Linked DNA regions of Mus musculus: region 1 is linked to region 2. A link is a contact called in public Hi-C data. All regions are on one chromosome and are shown on one strand. The core of a region is the stretch at or near the end of the contact, and the rest is flanking DNA. Distances in the headings are between cores, read along the strand shown. Region 1 has its middle 46 kb from the start of Gm41001. Region 2 holds the start of Irx2 (Iroquois homeobox 2).

Region 1 (4,628 bases), core at 1,246-3,745, 86 kb before region 2:
TTCTAGAGCCTGCCCATCACAGCGTAGAAGTACGAATTTATGAGGCCTTTGAGCTGTGCTACGTTAGAATAATTTCTAAAACCTGCTGTTTGAGTTGATGGTTTCAGCTTCATGTTTAAAACTGTTCAATGAGTTTGGTGTTGAAATTAGGACAGGATTCCTGGCAAGTTCTGAAATGGCCTTGAACATTCTTATGGTGTTTTGTACAAAGTATCTGTGTTGAAAGGATACTTTCAGATTCTAAGATTAAAATCTCAATCAACTCTGAAAAACACTGTAGATGTTCCATGTCCCACAGTGTTAAAATTCAATCAAGATTTGATTTTTCCTGTAAAAAATAGACACGTTATTATTTAAATTAGCTTTTGTCTTTAAGAAGTGGCCATATATATGAATTGCTTTTATTTGTGTCTTTGTGATTTGTTATAAATAAATATTTGATTTATGTACTATTTTATGGCTATATATACTCTGGCTCATGTAAACATTTCTCCGGTTGAAAAGAGTTCAGAGTGGAAATTTTTAATAAGTCCTGTTCCAGGCTGCTGTGCAGGGCCCATCCTGGCTGACCCACCCTCCCTTCACTGTGCCTCACTGGGCACCTCTTATATCACACTAACCCCTGGAAGTCCTTTCTGAGGCTGGAGGCTGGAGGGTCACCTCTTCAACCTTAATTACCATGATCCCTAATTGGTAATAGTTTGTCCTCTTTCTGACTCTGATGGTCTCAGGAACTTGACCTGAAGTTGTCAACAAGCAGATGCCTACCAGGATCAAAAGTTTAGTTCACCAGGAAGTCGTTGCTTAGGCTTGACTCTCTGGGCAACCGCCACTCTCACTTTCACAACTCCTGTGTTCAGATCTCTTCTAAATCTCTGCCTGCTGCTTCTCTGTAGAAGGCTGGGCCCAGCTCGTCAGGTGAAAGGGCACATGTGTAGGCAGCTGAATCTTGGGTCTGTTTCAAGGGACACCAGGTCTCTGCTTTCCAGCCAATCTGTTTCCCTCTTAAGAGCCCTGTGGGAGATTCTCAGAAACTGTGCTAAGGCTGGTTCTAAGCCTGGAGTGGGAAGCCTCTTAGAAAATTTCAAACAATGAGCAGAAATCCAATACAGGGTAGTTATGTCCCCGGGTGTCCCAGAGTAAACAGCTGGCAGAACAATCCCGGAAGCAGTACTGCTGACCTCAGCCCTGAAGATTCGGTGATTAAGACAGTGGAGTCTTGTTCTAACTTATTCTCACTTGTTCCAAGTCCAGGAAGGAAACTCAACCTCTTATCCTGGTAGCTCAAGATCCCAGGTCCACAAGCTACTTGAGAAGTAGGTGAAGGGACAGTGTGTATCAAGCATTGGCTCAGAGAACATCTGCTTGTGGAAGTTCACCTCACTTTCCTTCCAATGGTCCAGTGCATGGCTTCTGGACACCACTGCCTTCCTTGGGTCATCCCAGCAGCTCAGTATCTGTAAGGACCAAGTCCTGGCCCTTGGCAGAGTTGTTACAAGTCCATACGTCATAAAGAGAGTCTGTGTGGGCGAATCACAGAATACTTACAGGGTAAAGTGACTGCAGCCAGGGCAGTGGGAGGCTCTCTCTCTCTCTCTCTCTCTCTCTCTCTCTCTCTCTCCCTCTCCCCCCCCCCCTCTCTCTCTCTCTCCCTCTCTCTCTCTCTCTCTCTCTCTCTCTCTCTCTCTCTCTCTCTCTCTCTCTCTCTCTCTCCTCTCTCTCCAGGCAGAAGATATAAACCTTCAATGGCCACTGTGCCATTGTCAAGAGAACCAGGAAGCTTCCTGGAATTAACTGCTCTGTTGTTTCAGAGATGGCTACTGCCGTTTACCAAAGTCTTGGGGCCTTCCAAGCAGAGTTGTTTTCAAAGAATAAAACTACCTTTACTACACCAAGTGAGAGTTCAGTTCCTCTCCTTTCCTCTTTACTTATGTAGTTAAAACCACTTAGTGGGAGAACTTTTCCTTCAAGAGTAACTATTCTTAAGTAAATGCCCCTTCTCCAGGTCAATTAGGAGGAAGGCAAGCAGACCTCAGGCAATCTGCAGAGTGGAAGGCCTTACGCTGGCCTTGCACAATGCCTTTTGGGATCATGTGATGGAGAGATTAAAAGAAAAAGTTAAAAAGGAAAGAACAAAAAATCTGGGCAAATCAGGAAACAGCCCTCTTGTTTCCGACAGCTTAACCAAAAGCAGCCCCCTTGTGGAATACGAACAATGCTACCTTCCTGCTCTCAGAGGTGCAGCTGACAAATTACTGTTAACAGATGTCACACAAGGACTGTAGAGGACTCGGCTTTGATTTTGAGCCCTGGATGCTTTCACATGGAAGCAAAGCTTAGCAGATGTGAATCTATGCAAACAGGACCTGTTGGAAGGTGTTGGCAAAGCCAGTGCCAATAGCAACCCACGGCTTCCCAGCTGTCCTGGGGCCATCAGCAGTCGTTGGTCTTCAGGAATTTTCCCAACCTTGTGCCTCTGACTCATTTCCTTTAGGAAGCTCATCTCTCTGTTCACGTCAGTCTGAAACTAGAAACTCCTTGTCTTGTCCCCACCAAGTAACAAGGACGTGGAAGAGCATTCACTTGCCAGCTCTGGTCCTGTCAGTCACCCTGTACAAAACGTGACGACCAAGCACGCATTTGCCATGCATGCCATTTCATGGGAGGGAACAGATTTCCACCTCCTTGAGACCAGTAAAATACACAGGTGAGAACTGAGAAGGGAATAGCAATTCTGTATGGCTCATCTTTATCAGATCTCAGGGCCCGTTCTGTTACTGACGCTAGCTAGAGTCATTGTCCTGCTGAAATGAAAGTGAGGACCAAGAAGAAGTAACAGATGATCTCTCCACTGACTGTGCCCCTTCCAGACAAAGGGTCTATTCAAGGAGAGATTGATACTGTGTGTGTGTATGTGTGTGTGTGTGTGTGTGTGTGTGTGTGTGTGTGTGTACATATTCATATGTGTGTACGTAGAGGCAAAAAAAAATCTTTAGGTGTTGCTCCTTGGGAGCTACCCACCTTGTATTTTGGCTGAGTCTCTTGGAACTTCTTAAATAGGCAAGCTGTCTGTCCAATGAGCCCCAGGGATGCACTGTTTTATTTGCAAAGTCACCATACCTAAGTTTTAACATGTAGGTTCTGTGGATAAAACCCAAAACTTCACACTGCAAAACAAATGATAAACCAACCAACTGAGCCATCTCCCCAGCCCTGTGGGGAGAGACTGGTATTGTCCTTTGTGCCTGTGGTTATTTGGCTCCATCACTGGCTCTGTCCCTATACCATGGACATAGTATACTATGTAGCAGATACTATATACAGTGACACTAGACAGAGACTCGGAAAGAACCTTCAGCCCCTGATCCCTGTTCTTTTCAATAGGATTTGCCTCAAATCGTGGAGAATTATAATAAGTCATCATGGGGACCTCAGATATCCGCTTTCCTCTCAACCTTTGGCATGTACAATGACAACCAGGCTAATCCTCACTAAGGCAACTCTCAAATGCCTAAGAGCCTTTGAACACTGGTAGCCATCTACAATGTCCTTTTCTTCACCAGCAGGACCCAAACCATGCCCCATCCTCCAGCCTGTCATCAGGAAGGCAAGAAGACCACACAAAACCTAGCTGGGGATAGGACCCTACGTGTCAAGCACAGAGTTGAAAGTAGAGATCCCAACCTAATGAGGACCCAGGAGAAGCAGTCTATCAGACAGTAACAGAACCAACCAGATCTGGAGAGTGGCCACTGTGTGATCTGTGTTCCCATTGAGTGGTGGTACCTGCTGAGTTCTGATGTTGGGAGCTGGTGAACATGGTCTGGCCACAGGAACCTGAGGTTATTTCTATCATCCACTGTGGTTTAGCTTCAAACCACCACAAAGATGGCATTATTACCTCCTCAGGCCTCTTCAGTCAGTGAAGCCTACCTACATGCATTGACTGTGATCTGTATTGGTTTTGGCTGTAACGCTAAGAGTTCTGTAATCATATGGAGTTTTGACCTAACATTAACAGACTCCCCCCCCCCACCCCCAAAGCAATTTATGACATCCCTTCCTTCATGTAAAATGAGGTGAGACCTCAAGCATTTAGACTCTTAACACATCAACTGAGGGCAGATGGCACTGGGAGACTAGGAGTTAGATTCCCTGGTGACTAGAAAGACAGGGAGAGGGGCCATGCTAGCTAATAAAGATGATAAATTTCCAAGATGGCCACTTCTCCCTCACCCTCTTGACCTTAGACAAAAGCTTTGAAGCTTAAAAGGTCTTAGACATTGTTGTCTCCCACCAGCAGCTGCTGATGGGCTGGCTCAACAAATTCAAACTCCCGCTCAGGACATGCCACACACAGTCCTGGACTAATCAACCATGCTAGCTGTCTTCAAACTGAACAGTCCTAAACTAGGGGAGGGAAGCTCCTTGGAGGCTTTAAAAGCCCTGGAGAAGAGTATTTATTCTTTGACTTCTTGAGTTGTGCACAAGTGTGTGTGTAGGTGTGTGTGTGTGTGTGTGAGTGTGTGTGTGCACACGCGGGCAGTGTCCCTGCTTTATATGTATGTACATATGTGTGTGTGCATGTGTGCATGTAGTGTGCATGCATGTGCAGGTGCATGTGCAAG
Region 2 (4,582 bases), core at 914-3,413:
GCTCACCTTCGTCCTCCGCAGAGGTCTCTGTGCCATCCTGTGCCTTGTCTGAACTCTCCTCCTTGCTTCTGGAAGCATCTCCCTCGTCCTCGTCCTCATCCTCGCTTTTGTTCCTTGGGGCCCAGGTCATTTTGTTCTCCTTCTTGAGACGTCGGCGCGCGTTGGCGAACCAGGTGGAGACCTGCGTGAGGGTCATCTTGGTGATAATGGCCAGCATGATCTTCTCTCCCTTGGTGGGGTACGGGTTCTTTCGGTGTTCGTTGAGCCAGGCTTTCAGTGTGGCAGTGGCGTCCCGCGTAGCGTTCTTACGGTACGCGGGGTCGTTGAGCTGGTATGGATAGGCCGCACTGCCATATGGATGGTAGCTGATGGCGCCAGTCATTCCGGTGGTGTGCGTGTCGTATGGCGAGCCCTGGAACCCACAACAGCCTGTGAGTGGAAGGTGCATGGGCCCCTCAGGCGTCACCCCCAAGGCGACCCTCCGTCAGCCCCTTGCTGCCTTTCCTGCTAGGCTTCTCTGGGTTGGAAATCTTTCTTTAGCCAGAGAACCAGAAAAATACAAGGCTAGCTGTTGGAAAACAAAACTATTGCCATTTGATTCTAGGATTTTGTTTTAACACTTTACTTTTTCTAAAACGACATAGTTTCCCGAGTAGCGCGAACAGTGTCTGCAAACATATCTGGATAGTCCCGCACTACAGCAAGTAGTTTCTTTATATCTAAATTTCATCATAGGCTTCCCGCTCTGCTCCCTCCTTCCCTTCCCTCCCTTATGTAGCTTAAAAAATACTTCGGAACCCCACTCCGCTATTCACCCTCTAAAGCAGAGTAAATCCAATTTGCAACTCAGAAGCCAGTCAGCGTTTCCAATTCTTCAACTACGTAGTAATTAGCATTTTAATTCATCCTTTAACGTTTAACTAGGAGAGGTTTGTAACCTTTTCCCAAGGCCTGGTTCCTACCCAGGGAATTCCACCTAGAGCAAACCCCCTCCGCCCATACACAATGTCTTCACACACCCCAAAACTGCCAAGACCCGCTCTGGCGGGGCCTGTTTTCAGAACTCAGAGATGCTCAGACAGATCCCGGATCTACGGAGCTGGAACCCATAGGCCTACTACGAACTCTGGCAGCACTTAGCGGGTCCCAAACCCGTTAACACATTATTTTTTTTTCCCTGAAAGCCGGGTCAGCGAGACAGAAAACGGCCAACACTAAAGAGCTTCGGCCTGGGTCTAGGGCGAGAGCCACAGGCTCAGCCTATCCCCACCCCACCCCCCCCCCACCCGCATCCCCACCCCCCCACCCCGTGACCCCGCCGCCACCAGTCTGGCCAAGAAACCCAAAGCTTGCGGCATTGGCCCTAGAGGCCTGGGCAGCCGGGGCCCTCAGCTTGGAACCACGCGGAGAGCAGTGGACAGATTTCGCAGCCCCAGCAATCGGCACGCGCGGATTAGAGATTACTCTTGGCCCAGGCACGGGTGGAGTAGCACTTCGCACGAGCTCAAGGGAAATCAGCCTACGAGCTCTGCAGGTCAGTCCCGTCCCTTGTTTAGTGCGGCAACGGGTGCTGGTGACTTTGGAGCTGCCACCCGCAACGCGTCCCCAGCGCTCAGCTCAACTCACTCCCTGGTCCGGGTCTCCCCAGCCCCCACCCCAAAGCAGTTACCACGTAGGACGGGAAGCCGGCAGCCGCGGCGGCGGCGGCGTCCGCCGAGTACTGCAGCGGGCTGCCGAAGCCGGTTGCCGCCTGCGCTGTGAAGGCCGCCGAGCCGGGGTACGGGCTGAACGCGGAGCCCGACGCCGAACGCGCCAGCTCCTCGCTGCGCGGCGCCGCCAGCGCGGACGCGCCGTACGCGGGGCACGAGTAGAGCGCCAGCGAGCCGGGCGCTTGGTACAGGTAGCCCTGCGGGTAGGACATGGTGGGCGCGGGGCGCGGGGCCCGCGTCACACGGAGCAGCGGGCAGCGCGCGCGGCGCCCTCCATCCACGCCCGGCCGGGGCGCACCGAGGCCGCGGGCCGGAGCAGGCTGGGCTGGTGGGCGCTAGGCTGGGCGCGGGGCTGGAGGATCGGCGGGGCGGCGGTAGCGGCAGCGCGGAGCCGGTGGGCGCAGCCGCGCGCCAGGCCGGCGGTCGGGATTTGGGGGAGTCTGCAGTCAGGAGTGAGGAGTTGAGGAAGGAGCGCTCGAGTTTCCGAGGGACATTGGAACGCCGAGCTGTCCGTCACACTCTCATCTGCATATTCTGGTGCCCGCCCCTCCCCTGCTCCGCCCGCCGCCGAGGCCCCGCTGAGGCCGGGGGAGGGGCAGAGAGCGGAGGGGTGGGAAGTGGAGGGGAAGGCGGAGGAGTGGCAGCCAGAGGCTGGAGGGAGGGACGTGCAGGCTTTTGTCGCGCAGCGGCCTCTCTCCACTCCCGCCCCGGCCCGCAGCCTGCAGCGGTGAAGCCCAGCCTGGCCAAACTGGGCGTAGCGCTCACCCCCTCCCACTGGCACATCCTCTCAGCCACGTCCGCGCACCCCGCCGCCGACTCCCGCCTTGGCCCAGCCACCTTTCTCCTTCCCGGGGCCCCATCCGGGCACTGCCGGCGCTCTTGCTCGCCTAGCACTGGTCAGCAAAGGCCTCCTGCAGTCGGGCCAGGTCCGATCCACCTGGAGAACATACGGATCGGGCACCCCTCATCACCCTGAAGATAGCAGCCCAGGTCGCATGCGGTGTCCAGGGCAGACACCGCAGGGAGATGGAGGGCAGTGTGGAGACACCTGCAGAGTTGCCTGGGCATCCCACTTCTACAGTCCTCTGTCCGCCTGTACTCCAGGCTGAGGCTGCCCGTGTGGCTTCCCGTCCGGTCTCCTGCTCCTGGTGCCTGGGCTGCCAAGCATCTACCCGGAATCTGAGCGTTTCGGTTTGAAGCTGTGGGAGGCCCCGTGGTGAGGCTTCTGTCCAAGTCCACAGAGAAGATTTCAGGCCGTGTTAGGAACATCATGTCCGTTAACGTCTGGAACACGCCAGTGAGTGACTCGCTTCAACAAACGCCACTCTGGTCCAAAAAGAGTTTTTGTTTTCTTTTGTTAAGTTGAATGCCTGTTCGAAATTGGGGGAGAGGTTCCTGTCAGGAGAGCTGACTTGACTTTGCTAGAGTATCCACTGCCACTTCCCGAAAGGACATGGGCCAGCTTGTGAAGTGTCGCAGTCGTGAGGTGGTTCAGGTAACCTGAGGTCCAGGAGTTGACTCGCGGGTCCCTTGAGCCCTTAGGTCCCAGCCCCTAAACTTTCTCGACCATACCTGCTCCCTTTCCCCAAGTGAGGGGAGTCGATGGCCAGGATGGGCACTAGTACGCTGGATGTAAAGGAGCGTCAATGGGGGGCGCTTGGGATTCGTAGGGGTCAGGTGTGAGCTGGCCCGGGAGGGGGCGCCCGCCCAACAGGTGTCTCCTTGAAGCTTGCTAGGTAGAGCACGAGGACTCTGAAACCTGGCGCGCGGGCCTGAGCTTCCATTTTATTCTCGGTGGGCTCTGAAGCTAGTAGAGGGCGGCAGAGTTCTCCTGCCTGTGAGCGCCTGGCTTCTGCTTAGGCCTGGATCGTGGCGCTCCAGCTCCTGCAGCAGCCAGATCCGTGACACCGAATGAATGCTGTAGTCAGCCAGGCTGCTTTTTGTCTTGTCCAGGTCCCAGGGAACCAGGGATCAATTGTAGTGATGGACTGGAGACAATTTTTCCCGGGCAGGCAGGCAAGCAAATTTATCACTTTTGGTAGGAACTTTCCAGGCACTCTACTCAAACACTGCCACCACCATACACCCTCCCCTTATTGCCCCCCCCCCCGCCACCCCCCAGAACTTCTGAACCCCTTTCAGCAGTCTCGGTGCCTGTGCAGAGCCCACTCCCCTTTATACCCTGAGTTATTTACTGTCTAGCATCTACAGAAAAGACCCTGGGTGGGGCATACTCATTCAAGGGAGGGGGAGGGAAGGGAAGGGAAGGGAAGGGAAGGGAAGGGAAGGGAAGGGAAGGGAAGGGAAGGGAAGGGAAGGGAAGGGAAGGAAGAGGTCACCACGCTAGCACCCCAGAACAGGGCATCTGGGTGGAGCCAGATCAGTTTATTCAGACATTTTTGTTTTCGCAGGAAGAGATTCTTTTGGGAAGGGGCCCTAGGTGAGATGTCCTGTACTGGAAACAACCACAAGTCAGACTAAGGCTCTTAGCTTCCAATTAGGTTGGTTTCAGTCTTTTATATGAAGTATCTAATTTTTACCAGGAGAATGATTGTCCAGATCTTAATCTTTTCTAAAGATTAGTTTCCTGTCCTGGTTTCAATTTCAGTGGAGTTTACCCTACCTTTTCCTTGTGACTTGTGCCAGGTATGTATGGAGGAGAAAGCAGTGTGTGTTTATACATATATGTGTGTATATGTATATATACATATGTACGTGTATATACATAAGTATGTATATACATATACATGTGTGTATACACACACACACACATCTTTCTCTCTATATATATCAGTAGAATGGAGCAGGTTCTTATGCCTATATGCAGCTGATTCAGACATTAATTACATAACCATACAAATGTGCTTGACTTT

Evidence for each region. A called contact is a pair of places that touch in the nucleus more often than the background predicts.
Region 1: a Hi-C map of epidermal suprabasal cells shows a contact between it and region 2, with 2.4 times the contacts expected there. The contact joins the enhancer-like site here to the promoter of Irx2 in region 2. A contact is called at or near these places in 1 of 15 datasets of contacts at CTCF or cohesin (the NIH/3T3 cell line) and 5 of 484 Hi-C or Micro-C datasets (embryonic fibroblasts, epidermal suprabasal cells, mammary gland and 2 more).

What each region holds. Positions count from the first base shown.
Region 1 is chr13:72,712,793-72,717,420 of GRCm38.p6, reverse strand. No RefSeq gene overlaps it. Among named protein-coding and RNA genes, the nearest start is that of Gm41001, 46 kb to the right of the region's middle. Within about 2 kb of position 2,495, at least 16 of the 459 cell types and tissues checked have an H3K27ac peak or open chromatin away from gene starts, as enhancers often do. A contact at or near this core is called in epidermal suprabasal cells and trophoblast stem cells, where this site is marked.
Region 2 is chr13:72,626,401-72,630,982 of GRCm38.p6, reverse strand. Irx2 (Iroquois homeobox 2) reads right to left here and starts at 2,163. Exons shown (of 5, transcript NM_010574.4): 1 at 1,670-2,163; 2 at 7-412. The coding sequence starts at 1,921. Gm20554 (predicted gene, 20554) reads left to right here and starts at 2,419. Exons shown (of 1, transcript NR_030701.1): 1 at 2,419-4,582.